Linked DNA regions of Sus scrofa: region 1 is linked to region 2. Evidence: chromatin contacts called from public HiChIP or PLAC-seq data. All regions are on one chromosome and are shown on one strand. Each heading gives the region's core, a stretch centred on a gene start, on an enhancer-like site or on the middle of the called end of the contact. The rest is flanking DNA. Distances are from core to core; before and after follow the strand shown.

Evidence for each region. HiChIP or PLAC-seq counts read pairs in DNA pulled down with a chosen protein or histone mark.
Region 1: a contact with region 2 is called in an H3K27ac HiChIP or PLAC-seq map of alveolar macrophages. The contact joins the promoter of ATXN10 here to the enhancer-like site in region 2. A contact is called at or near these places in 1 of 5 promoter capture datasets (liver), 17 of 47 Hi-C or Micro-C datasets (alveolar macrophages, brain, embryonic fibroblasts and 10 more) and 2 of 2 datasets of contacts at active chromatin or transcription factors (alveolar macrophages and skeletal muscle).

Annotation. Positions count from the first base shown.
Region 1 is chr5:3,793,268-3,799,531 of Sscrofa11.1, forward strand. It overlaps ATXN10 (ataxin-10), which reads right to left and starts at 4,937. Exons shown (of 12, transcript XM_013997462.2): 1 at 4,590-4,937. The coding sequence starts at 4,705.
Region 2 is chr5:3,618,925-3,625,535 of Sscrofa11.1, forward strand. LOC106510257 (a long non-coding RNA gene) reads left to right here and starts at 104. Exons shown (of 2, transcript XR_001308621.2): 1 at 104-423; 2 at 945-1,318. Within about 2 kb of position 5,152, at least 9 of the 83 cell types and tissues checked have an H3K27ac peak or open chromatin away from gene starts, as enhancers often do. A contact at or near this core is called in alveolar macrophages, where this site is marked.

The sequences.
Region 1 (6,264 bases), core at 3,687-6,186, 170 kb after region 2:
ATTCTACAACACAAACACTCAAAAAGACGACACCTAACCTAAGAACACAGTTTAGACACAGCAGAAAAGAGGATGAGAAAACTAGAAGCCAGATTCGTAGAAAATTTTCACACTGAAGCTCAGAGAGAATGGGAAATATGGAAAGGAGGCTGTGAGACCCATAAAATACAGAGAAAGGTTTAACCTGTGACAACAGCCCCTGAAGGAAAGAATGGGAGAAGCAGGATCTGAAGGGGGACTGGCTGACAAGCTCCTAAACTGTTCAAAGACATCCAGTTCAAGAGGCACTGTCCAAGCAGGATAATTACAAAAGAAGCCACCATCTCTGTCCTCAAGGGCCTGGCATTCTGGAGAGAGACAGAGACTACATAAGACACCACTACAGTTACACGGTATGTAAGACTTGAACAAGAGTTACACAATAGCAGCAACTCCACAAGAATTTGTGAAGCCACTACAATGATCAGACTGTACGAGAGATGCTAGAGATACAGCCAGTGAGATGCACAGACTTTATTTAAGACGCTTGTGTGATGACATCAGTTCAAGCGTGAGAAGAACTTACAGAAAGTAGGATCCAAATGCTACCTTATCTCATGAATACTCAGAACCAGAACAGGACCTTCCCAACAGAAAAAAATAAATGACAGAGCAGCAGTATACAAGAGAACTTTCTGGAAGGGTGAAAACAGTGTCTACCTGCAAGGTCCAATCAAGTAATCACTAGCCACGTGCGCCTACCGAGGGCCTGAAATGTGAGAAAGGAATGTAATTAATAATTTTACCTATTGCTAACCATGAGGTTGCGGGTTCGGTCACTGCCCTTGCTCAATGGGTTAACGATCCGGCGTTGCCGTGAGCTGTGGTGTAGGTTGCAGACGCGGCTCGGATCCCGCGTTGATGTGGCTCTGGTGTAGGCCGGTGGCTACAGCTCCAATTGGACCCCTAGCCTGGGAATCTCCATATGCCGCGGGAGCGGCCCAAGAAATAGCAAAAAAAAGACCAAAAAAAAAAAAAAATTTACCTATTGCTAATTCATTTAAATTAACTAATTTAATTAATTTAAATAGCTGCCTGCAGCCACTGGCTTCAAGGCCAGTGGAGGTGCACGGCCTGGCCCATTTCATGTGGCTCCATGCTTTAACAGGGCGTCTGGATAGCTCACAAATGCTGAAGAAATACACCACAAGGGTAGCTAAAAGGTTGGTAAATAAAACCTCCAGGAAAAGGCTGAAAGCAGAATTTGTAACGTACTGATATCTTCCTTCGTTCCAGAGAGAATTTAACATGACTGTAAAGGCTCACAGCACAGCAAGAAAAACCATGTGTTAAATAAACGTTAAAAATGCCGATACATACGTGAAACAAGAAGTATAAAACAAATTTAAAATAAAAAGAATTACCTTCCACAAAGAGGAAACAGCTGAATAGCATCCTAGTACTGATATTTTATGACCATAAGCACTTTTCTTTTATGGATTTTAGTGGTTAAGACACAATTCAGGAGTTCCTGTCGTGGCTCAGTGGAAACAAATCTGACTAGTATCCATGAGGACAAAGGTTCGATCCCTGGTCTTGCTCCGTGGGTTAAGGATCCGGCGTTGCTGTGAACGGTAGTGTAGGTCGCAGACGTAGCTCTTATCTGGCGTCCCCTAGCCTGGGAACCTCCATATGCCTTGGGTGTGGCCCTAAAACAGACCAAAAAAAAAAGAAAGAAAGAAAGAAAGAAAAAGACACTACTCAAGGGGTGGCCACGGAAGGTGCACCTCATCCCGAGGAGGCACATTTTGGGCGGCACACTGACGCCCTTCTGCTGTGGAACACCTCCCCACACCCGGCCGTTTAAAACACCACGGTCAAGGGCTCACCCAGGTCGGCGTCTCCCCTGGGCTCACACACGGCTGCGGGCTTGCCTGCGACTAGAGACCCACTCTGCCAAGACGGTCATGCCCCAGCTGCTGGCAGCAGGCCTCACCCCCCACCACCCAGATCTCTCTACCTGCCTGAGTGTCCTCGTGACATGACTGCTGGCTCGGTGAGTGACCCCAGAGAGAAAGCAAAGAGGAAGCTGCCGTGCCTTCCGTCTCAGAAGTCACAGGCTGCCACGTCCCCCACGTCTACTCTTTAAAAGCAAGTCGCTAAGTTCAGCCCACGCTCAAGGGGAGAGGAATTCTGCCGTTTCACCAATTACTTTCTCACTTTCCTCGGTAGGTCTGTGCCTTGTCTGCTGTTTTTCTCTGTGCTCCTCTGAGGCCTCCCTTTCACTCTATGCCCCCCCACCCCCCAGCTCCTGACGCCCTGGCCCATCCTCCCTCCTGGGTCCATCAGCAAGGGACGGATCCTCTCCAAGCACCCTGGACGCTAGAAACCCCACGAGACGCCTCGGAGGGGCGACGAGTGATGTATCCAAAGACACACAAAAAAGCAGAGGCAGAACCAGCACCAGGGGCCTGTCCTACAAACCTCGTGAGGGAGTTTGTGCTCCCAGGAAAAACACCTTCACCTCCTCATCCTCCCCAACAAGTCAAATGGCCCCCGAGTCCTGTCCATTCAACCTGGAAAGTACTTTCCAATATTTATCCTGCCCCTCCCCGCAGATGACATCCTAAATTCAGGCACTTTCTCGTTCCCTTGGGCTTGTGCCTCAACTTTTTGAAAGTGCCCTCCCTCCAGCCTCCCCCTAACTTATCCCCCACAAGGGCAGCCAGAGATCTCACCATGCCCTGCCCTTGAAAGAGCCCTCAGGTTCCCCATAAACTCCCCTCAGAAAAGACAGAGTCAAGAAAGGCCCTGCAGGAGTTTCCTTGTGGAAGAGCCGGCAGAGTCAAGACTGTGGCACAGGTTCGATCCCTGGCCCAGCAACTTCCACATGCCAGGGGCAAGGCCGAAACAAGAGGCCTTGCAGACTGGCTCAGGATCTTGGACTCATCCTCCGGGTTATAAAAAGGACCTGTTTGTTTGACTGTCTCCCCGCAGCAGACACTTTACCTATTTGTTCCATTTAAGCCCCTCAGAGGCTGTGAAAAACCTGCATGGGGTCCCTTTGCACACACTGCTCTTTCCATTAAGCCCTCTCATCTTGTGAACCGCGCGTCAAAAGTAATCCAAAGCCTTTCCTGGACAGCCATCCAATGGACAGTTCCCTCTGTGCCACCAGCTCCCCTTGTCTAGACCCCCCCTACAATTTCTGTGCACAGCAGTGACCCTAACACGCTTGAAAAAAGGGATGCCACAGTCATCTCTGCACGTTGAGTGCCTGGCAAAGAACCTGTTTCAGAGCAGGTGCTCAACACAGGTTGATGACAGGTTACTGATTAAAAGGAGGGTCCATCATGGTCTAGATATGCTGACGCATGCCCTCACCCAGCTGTCTCCCGGGAGTATCATACCCACTAACCCATCTCCCCAAAAGCCCAAGGAGCCGTGCCCTGGGCTCTTAGCACTCGCAACAGCTCAACGCCTCAATTACAAATGCTACTGTAATTTCAAGCGCTCAGACCCAGAGGACAACCTGGACTTTTGTGTTCCCTCTACTCTTGGTACATGCTCCCACGACACTGCATGAGTACCTGCTGGCTCCCCAGAACAGGACTTTCCTGAGAAGGACTTAGCAGGTTCCAACTTCATCACCTAGCACACGGGGGACCAGCCGCAAATGTATGAAATAGTAACATCAGCTAACATTTACTTAGTACTGTGTGTCACGCAGGTGCCAAGGATTTACTATGCATTACCTCATTTAATCCTTCCAAACAATGTCACCAGGAAGGTACTGTCCAACATTGCTCCTGGGAAACAGACAAGGAAAGGGAGGCCCGGAGAAGACCAGAATGAAAGCAAACAGGCATTGACGGAGGGCACCACGTCCTTTATATGTTCACATGCTTTATTTCATTTATTCCTCCGTACAATTCGGCAATGAAATCATGTATTATAGTCGCATCGTTAGGCAAGAAATCTAAGGCCTGGAGACACTGCCCGATAACGCAGAGCCTGCAGGGCCAGGAACCAAATCCAGGTCTGCCAGACTCCTGGGCACCTTTTACAATGGCGATCTGGCCCTTCAGGGGCACAGCCAGGATTGACGTAGCTCCACCGGGGATGCAAAGCCTCGACTGACAGGCAGAAGGGAGTGGGACTCAGGCCGCCTCCCACCGGGCACCTCTGTAACGCGCCTCTCGCCCAGCAGCACGCACGCTGCCCCCGCGGGGGCGGGGGCGGGGGGGGCTGTCAGGCTGCTCCCAGCGGGGGCCGAGGACAGCACCTTGCACGTAAAGGGGCGCCCTCCACGCGGCTCGACAACAGAGGAGACACGACGTGACCGGGGCTCACGCGTGCTGCGGGTGCCCCTTCCCGCGCCCGGCTTCACACCTGGACTGCCGAGTGGGGAGCAGATGGCGGCCCCCAGGGCACCGCGGGGACCCGCGCGGGGGGACCGCCCGGCATCGGAGCCCGGCGCCCCTCGAGGGAGCGCGGCGGCCTCCGCCCCGCAGCCGTCCGGGGGGAGGGGGCGCCCCGCCCCGCCCCGCCCCGCCCCGCCCCGCAGCCCGGCCAGGCCGCCCCCGACGCTCGCGCCGCCGGGCCGTTACCGATTCCGCTGCTCTTTGAAGAGCGCCGTCAGCGCGCGGAGAGCCTCCAGGTCCTGGATGGGCGCGGGCACCATGACGCCGGACAGCCTGGCGGGCGGCGGCCTGGGCGCCGCCATCTTGCCGCGCGCAGCTCGGGCCGAGCGGCCGCCGACGAGGAGGAGGAGGAGCAGGGGCCGGAGAGGCGGCCGCGGGGGAGGAGCGCGCCCCGCGGGAGCCGGACGCCGCCGCCGCCGCGCCGCTGCAGCCCGAGGCCGAGCGAGAGAGCGCGAGGGCACGCGCAGGGCTGGCCACGGCCGACGAGGACGCGACGGCGCGACGAGGGGAGGGGGCGCGGGCGGAAGTCCCGCCTGCAGGGAGGGGGCGCGGGCGGAAGTTCTCTGTGAGGGGGCGGGACGTCGGAAGGGCGATGGATCCTGGAGGAGAAGCCGAGAGGGGGCGCTAGGACCGGCTCTCCCGCAGGGGCGGAGACGACCTGAGGGGGTCTTGGTGGGAGGGGGCTTGGGGGACATGTGCACCCCGAGGGGAGACGCAGGGTGAGGGGGGCCTCGACAGGAGGGGCTTTGGGAGACAGGTGCACCCCGAGTGATAGATGTGGGCAGAGGGGGCCTCGACAGGAGGGGCTTTGGGAGACAGGTGCACCCCGAGAGGAGATGCAGGTTGAGGGGGGCCTCGACAGGAGGGGCTTTGGGAGACAGGTGCACCCCGAGGGACAGATGCAAGGAGGGGGGTCCCAATAGGAGGGGGCTTGGGGGACCGGTGCACTCCGAGGGGGAGATGCAGGCTGAGGGGGTCTCGAAGGGAAGGGTTTGGCGAGACAGGTGCACCCTGGGGAGCATGGGAAGGGAGGGGAGTCCTGCAGAGGCTCCCCACCCCCCACAAGAAGGCTGAAGACCTTGGATCCTGCGGTTTGAGTGGGTTGATCAGTGCCTGCACAGATCCACTAGGAGCTGGAGCAGACTGTCACCAGCTTGCAGGTTTCAGACTCCGGAAGCCCAGTTCCCAGGTCTTGGTGATCATTTACCAAGGCTTCTTGGGGTTAGAATGCGTCGTTCCAGCTCTTCAAGGGCTTAATATACAATTGGAAGTCAGGGATGGGCCAAGTGGCGTCAAACATGATGTGGAACCTGATGTCAAGCCAGTACTGCCCATCCGGAGCTGGAGTCTATCAGACCTTCCATGGGTACGACAGCCATTGGTCATCAGATGGAAGTGGCACATCTGGGACTGAGATCCAGCAATGCCAAAGGCAAAAGAAAGTGGCCCAAGCTCTTGCCCTCCACCTCTGTCACACTGGCACATGTCCTTAAGCTCTCATCACCTCTGGCCACACCCAGAGGTGTGGTCTTTTATGATCAGATGGAGAAGGGAAAACAGCCAGCTTGGTTCACAGATGGGATTATTTGGTGTGATGTTCATTTCTGATATCCACTGTAGTAAATTATGACAAATTTAGTGGCGTGAAACAACACAAATTTAGTATCTTACTGTTCTGGAGTTCAAAAGACTGAAATAGATCTAACCAGCTAAAATCAGCAAAAGATCAGAAAGAAACATTAAGGAAACCCTTACCACCACATCAAAAAGAGTAAAGTACCAGAGTTCCCACTGCCAGTGGGTTACAGGATCTGGTGTTGCTGCAGCTGTGACATAGGTGGCAGCTGTGGCTTGGATTCAG
Region 2 (6,611 bases), core at 3,902-6,401:
ACCCCCCCACAAAGGAGGGCAGAGGGGGGCAGGGACCCCAGGAAGAAGCAGGAGAAAGCGGAGGGAAACAAGAGGAGGGGTGGAGTGGGAGGGAGGGGGAGCGGCAATGTCAGGAGCTGGGGGAGGACAGGAGTGGGGGGGGCAGCTTGGCTCCCGAGCAGATTTATTATTTACAGGATATTAATCGCTGGGAACAGAGTGCAGCTGGAAACCCTCTAAGTGCCAGCTACATGCCTCAGAGAACACCCTACTGGTGCAGGACTCTGGGAACAAAGGCTCCCGTAAACACCTCCCGAGGTGTGGAATCTCTGGGTGCATCAAGGACCTCACATCCAGACGCCCAGGTGGTGAAACCTGAGTCGCCGATTGGCTGGCTGCGCTGTCTCCCGGCCTGAGGACGGTGCGCCGCTGCCTTCCGCACGCGTGAGTCACCGGCAGGAGCAGGGAGTTAAACACCCAAGTCACCCCAATTACAGCGTTATCAATCGGGCAATCGCTCTGCAGCCCAACCCAGTGAAACTGGAGAAAACGCCAGCTGGGCCTGGCCGGGAGGAATCCAGCCCTTGGCGAGGACGGCCTTGCTGGCAGGGGCCTCGGTGGTCACGCCAGGCCACCAGCCCTGTGTGGTCCAAGTGGGCAGAGGTGTCAGCCCCGTTCCACAGCCATGGACGTGGAGGCTGCCCCCTGACCCCTCCGGAGCCAAGGCCGCTCCTATGGCTCAAATGCCCAGCAGAGTATCCTGAAAGAGAAGGCTGCCTGGAAGGGGCAGTGGCCTCCGGTGGCCAAGGGCGGAGGGTATGGGGGAGACTCAGGTCGGCCATGTGTCACCCTCTTGGCGCTGGGATGGTGGCTGCTCGGGGAGCATCTGTTCTATGGACCAAGGAAGGCATCTGAGTGACTTCATCAACCTCAACTAGGAGGCTGCCACGATCTCCATTTCACAGATGGTGAAACTGAGGCACACGGAGTCCGTCACGTGCCCAGCATCACTCAACTGAGAAGCAGCCCTACTGACCCCAAGTCCACGCTCCTTCCACGGTGACCTGCCGCCTTTCCGTCCCGACGTGAAGGTGGACCAGCAGAGCGAAGGCACCCGCCCCATCTGAGTGGGTCTGTCCAATGCCCCACGTGTGCCCACGAGGTGTGCGCTGGGCGAATCCACACCGTCTGCTGCCTCCGACACGCTGCGGGCGGGCAGGTGGCTGGGCCTTGGAGAGCGGGGAGGCCAACTACGCTGGCCCACCCACGAGCCGGGAGCTCTCCGTGCTCTTAATCAGTAAGATATGTTTCTGGAATAAAAACCACATCAGCATTTTTATTTTCAAGTTCAGACAAGGTTTTTTTTTTTTTTTTTCCCTTCCCAATTTTCCCTTCCCATGGGCGAGGCTAATCCTCTTGCCTTGAATGACAGTTCTTTAGACTTCGCTGTGCACATACAGAAGTAAAGAATCAATGACAACTGCACGGGGCGGGGGGCTCTCTCTCCAGATTTCGGCCAGACCGCAGCCTGTGATCACGAGGCAAAACGTTGAAAAAGTGATAGACAAGTAGCCACGGGGCCAGCTCCGCGGCGCGTCCAGCCCCGAGTACAAAGGGATGGAGATTGTCCTGCCTGCCTGCTCCCTTTAACCATAAGCCCAAGCACCTGCCCCGGGGCATGGGGACAGGTGGCCCAAAGGTAGATGGGCTCCCCGGACTGAGAGCGAGGAGGGGGGACAGCTGGACGAAAGCTAGACCTTGGGAGACAGATGAACTGAAACAGCAAAGAGCAGAGCTGGAGGGGCCTGTGGGAGGGGAGGAGAGCGGGGCCATGCCAGGGGACCAGGGGTGGGCCCGGGCTCCAGAGGGACACAGGCAAAGAAAACGGAGATCAGGAAAAAGCCTCTCCTGCAAGAGTGGGGCAGACACACCATGGTTACAGAGCAAATATTAGAATTTCCTCCCCCCTCCCCTTAGTGCCTTGCGGGGTGCATTCGCGCTAAAAGTCTCTGCCCCTGGACTCGAACCTGACTTCTATTTAATAAAGGGGTGCAGGGGGAGGGAGGCACGTTCGAGGCAGTAGGTTTGTTGGGCATGTGTTTGGAAGCAGAGCCCAGGAGGCTGAGTCACAATTAGGCAGGTGAAGACGAGGTAACACCGGGAGGAAATTCATCCTGGCAAGACTCGGTGGGGTTCTCCTGGCTTTCTCAACAGGGTGATTCTTCACTGTGGGGTCTGTGGCAGGCATTTAGGGATGTTTGACGCCCTGGCTCCTGCCCCCTGAATGTCAAGTCACGTCCTCCCATAGCCGCGGTGACAACTCACGCTCCCACGAGTTCCCAAATGCCCCCTGGCGGGGGTGGAGGGTACTGCCAGCGGAGAGCTGCTGCGGTAGAAATCAGGCTTGTGCCGAGCCTATGCGTGTGCGCGTACGTGCGGGGAGTCGGGAGGGATGGTGCTTAGAGATGAGGCTGTGGAGAAGCACGCAGCACCCAGACCAAACTGCCTGGAAAGGCATGCTGGGGGGTAAGCCACCCTTGGAGTGGGGGGATGACGTGGCTGATTCATGTTCTAGAAACTTCGCGCTGGCTCCCGGGTGCGGCATGCTTCAGAGGGCGTTCGGACTGGAGACAGCGGCCTGGGATTTTCTTGGTGGAAAGTTCAATCGCCAATTCAATTTCTTTAACAGATATAGGGCTCTGTGGATCTTCTATTTCTTTTTTTGTCCATTTTGATAATTCATGTCTTTAGCAGAAATCATTTCAATTTTCTTGGGGTTTTTTTGCACACACATTCCTCTTTCCCTCATTTTCCTTTTCATGCCTGTAGGATTTGTAGTGATGTCCCCTTTTTCTTGATCTTGTTAATCTGTGGGATTTTTTTTCCTCGAGCAGGCTCACTGGAGATTTGTCAACTTGATTTTTTTTTTTTTTTTTTTAAAGAACCAGCTTTTGGTTTTACTGAGTTTTCTCTGCTGTTTGCCCATGTCTTATTTTATTGATTTCTGCTTTTTAGGGTCGCACCTGCAGCATATGAAGGGTCCCAGGCTGGGGTTCAATCGGAGCTGTAGTTGCCGGCCTACACCACAGCCACAGCCACACCGGATCCTTAACCCCCTGAGGGAGGCCAGGGATCGAACCCGAGCTCTCTACCATCTGTTGCTCAGGGTTCCTAGTCGGATTCGTTTCCACTGCACCACGACGGGAACTCCTGATCTCTGCTTTCCCTGGTAGTTTGCTTTCTTCTACGTCCTTGGTCCTTTGTGTTTCACTAGCTCTTCTTTTTCTAGCTTCTCATGGTGGAAACTTCAGATTGATTTAATCTCTCCTCTTTTCTAACAAAACATTTAAAAGCTCTCAATTTCCTTCAACACAACTTTAGCTGCGTTTCAGAATTGTTCATGTAGAGCTGACCTTGAACAACGTAGGTCTGAACTCTGCAGGTACACTTAGCCCTCCGGTTGCCCTCAGACACCATGGTGCCACATGCTCCCGGACGGACTGAATCCGCAGATGCGGAACTTTGGCCATGGGGGGTGGGGACAATGGGACTTGAGCATCTGTGGATTTTGGTATCTGAGGTGAATTCTGGAACCCACCCCTCACAGATACCAAGGGCTGGCTGTATTCTCTTCTTCTTATCACTCAAACATTTTAAATGTGTTTTATAATTTTTCTTTCACCCACAGGCTATTGGGCAGTGTGCATTTTCATTTCCAAATATTCAGATATTGTCCAGGTATCTTTTTCCAATGGATTTTAATTTCATTCTCATATGGCCAGAACTTAATTCTGTATGTGATGTGATACATATTCTGTATGACTTCAAGCATAAGAACATGACATTAGGAGAAAATTCTGTGAGTAAAGTGAAATGGAAATGCAGCTGCTAGAAGAAAACGTAAACACATTATTTCCAAACATGAAAAGAAAGCACATTCTGTCTATAAAATGGATGTGGCGGGAACTACATTTTTCTACATGTCAATTCTGTTAAAATCACTTACAGGAGTGATGTATTCGTTTTCTTTAAAGCCTCTCTACCATCTGTGGCAAATGATATTATTTGTAACTCTAAATACTTGAGCTGTAGAACAATATCAGCTTGAAATGTTGGTGTAGATTTTTTTCAAAGTTCTTTTAAAAAAATATGAACCAAGAGTCAGAAGACAACGGAGCTAAATAATGAATGAAAGGGTGTCTGGAACTGGGGAGTTGTGTGGGGTTTTTGTTGTTGTTGTTGTTGTTGTTTTTAGATGGGTGAAACTTGAGCCTGTTGGAAAGGACGCACACAGGAGGAAGAGAGAGACCCCCCACCCCACGACCGTGACCCGGGATGGCATCCCTGCTCAAGTGGAGGGACCAGCCCCCAAAGAAGGAGGGCTGGAGGGACCGGTGGATGCAGAGGCAGGAAGAGGAAAGAGACATTTGGGGAAAACAAGCTCTTGCAGAGCCTTGTGGAGCTCGTTGCAGGGGTGCAGGTGGCATGACATAGGTGGGTATGGCGGCGACTGCTATGCACGCTCGCTGCAGGCCCGAGTGTCCCTCGGGGCACCCAGCACAGCTGTAACCGCACTTTCTTTCATGATCTGGTCAACGTCTGCCTCCCTCGGCACACCGGGGGCAGCACGGGGACCACTGACTGTCCAGACGCAGCGCCCGGCAGAGTGCCCGGCACTTGCTGTTTGCTGGAGGAGGGATGGCTGGCCAGGTGTCGGGGTCACAGAGCACAGCTGCGTGAAAGTCACGATGCGCTGTGGTGACCATTTCCCGGCGGCCTGCTGTGCAAAGGCGCCAGATCCACGCCCCCACCCCACCCCCTGCAGCGCCACTTCTGAGTCAGTGGTCCTGGCGCATGAAACACTCTAGGCAGTCGCCGCAAAACCCAGGGGTTCGTGGGAGGTGAAGGTTAAGGTGAACCTACGCCCTTGACAGGGCCCCTGGAGAAGGGGCGTGTTATGGGGGTTTGGGACAATGGGCAAGACTTAGGGGAACAGAGGGAGAAGGATCCACGCAGGTCGGGGGTCAGGGGAGGCAGCGGGGCAGGGCTGGGCGGGGCTCCTGTGCCGCTCCCGCCACGCCCCCTGCGGGGGAGGACCCGCCCAATCACCGAGCATCTTCTAAAAGCGAGCCCCTGCCGCAAACCGTCAGGTTAATCCTCGCTGGATTCTGGCCTGATGGAAAAGAGGTAGGCGCTGGCACTCGGAGATGCCCGGTAACTGGCCGTCCCCAGATGGGGACGCTGCCGGTGGTGAGCGAGGCTTTCTGCTCTGCCAGGCTGCCTCTTGTTTTGCTTGGTCCAACACCTCTGCAGCCGCCAGAGTGAGGGTCTCCTGCTGGGGGGCGGAGGGGGGGCTTCGCACCGTCTCAGGCCAGGGCCCAACTCCTTGGGGGGGCACACGAGGTCGCCCCAAGTTCCCAGAGGCGCTGTCCTTCCGGGCTCCAGGCTGATGCACACGGGCTCCCTGCTCAAAACGCCTTTCGAACCCACAGCCACGGGGAGTGGCCGCCAGAAGCCTTCAGGAAGCCTCTTCTGTTCCCACGGTGGCTTTTGGGGCCCAGGGCTGCAGCTCCTGCTTCGAGTCGGCCTCCCCCATGACACAGGGGGCTCCTCCAGGACAAGGGCCACCGTGGTTTATTGCTTTGACCTTCAGCACACACGGAGCACTTGCACTTGTGTCTGTCTGCTGGGGCCGCCAGAACAAGGTGACAGACTGTGACTTAAGTCCCAGACACCCAGCCTCTCTGTCTGGAGGCCAGAAGTCTAAGACCAAGGTGTCAGCAGGGCGGGTTTCCTCCGAGGCCTCTCCTTGGGCTTGCGGACGGCCGCCATCCTGCTCCTGTCTGTGAGATGGTCCCTCGGAGCACGCACGCCCCTGGGGTCTGTGTCCAGTTAGACTGGACCGGGGTCCGCCCTAACAGCTTCCTTTTAATAAAATCACCTCTTTAAGGGGCTTCTCCCCCGATTCAGCCACATTCTGAGGTCCTCGGGTTAGGGCTTCAACACACGGATACGGGAGGGGGGACAATCCAGGCCTCAGTGCTAAATACCCATCAGGCCCAGCCCCTGCCAGCCCAGCGGGAATGCAGAGGGGCAACCAGGCAGTTAACATGGCCAGGGCCAGCGGAGGGTCCCTTCCCGCCCCAGCTGCAGCAGCCTCCACTGCAACAGGACACACACAAGCCCCCCCACCCCTAGGACCCTGGCAAGGCGTGATGGTTCATCCTGTGTCAACCTGACCAGGCCAGGGCATGCCCAGACAAGGGGTCCAACACGGTTCTGGGTGTGTCTGGATGACTCACACTGGACCCGGTCTGCGTAAGCGAGGCAGACAGGCCTCTCCAGCAAGCGGAAGCCTGAGGGCAGGTGGGCCCCATCGTATTGCTTGGAAGCCCCGAGAACAGAGAAGCTGACCCTCCCCTGAGACGGAGGGCTTTTCCTCCTCCCGACCGCCTTGAGCTGGGACTGGGTTTTCTCTTGTCTTTGGACTTGCAGTGAAGCTGGCTTTCGCTGGGGATCAAGTTCACAGGCCTTCAGGCTGGAACGTACACCCCCGGACTTGCAGCCTGCAGATTTGGGGACTGACCAGCTCCGTGACCACAGCTGCCAGTGCTTTTCATCGGTCCCTTTTC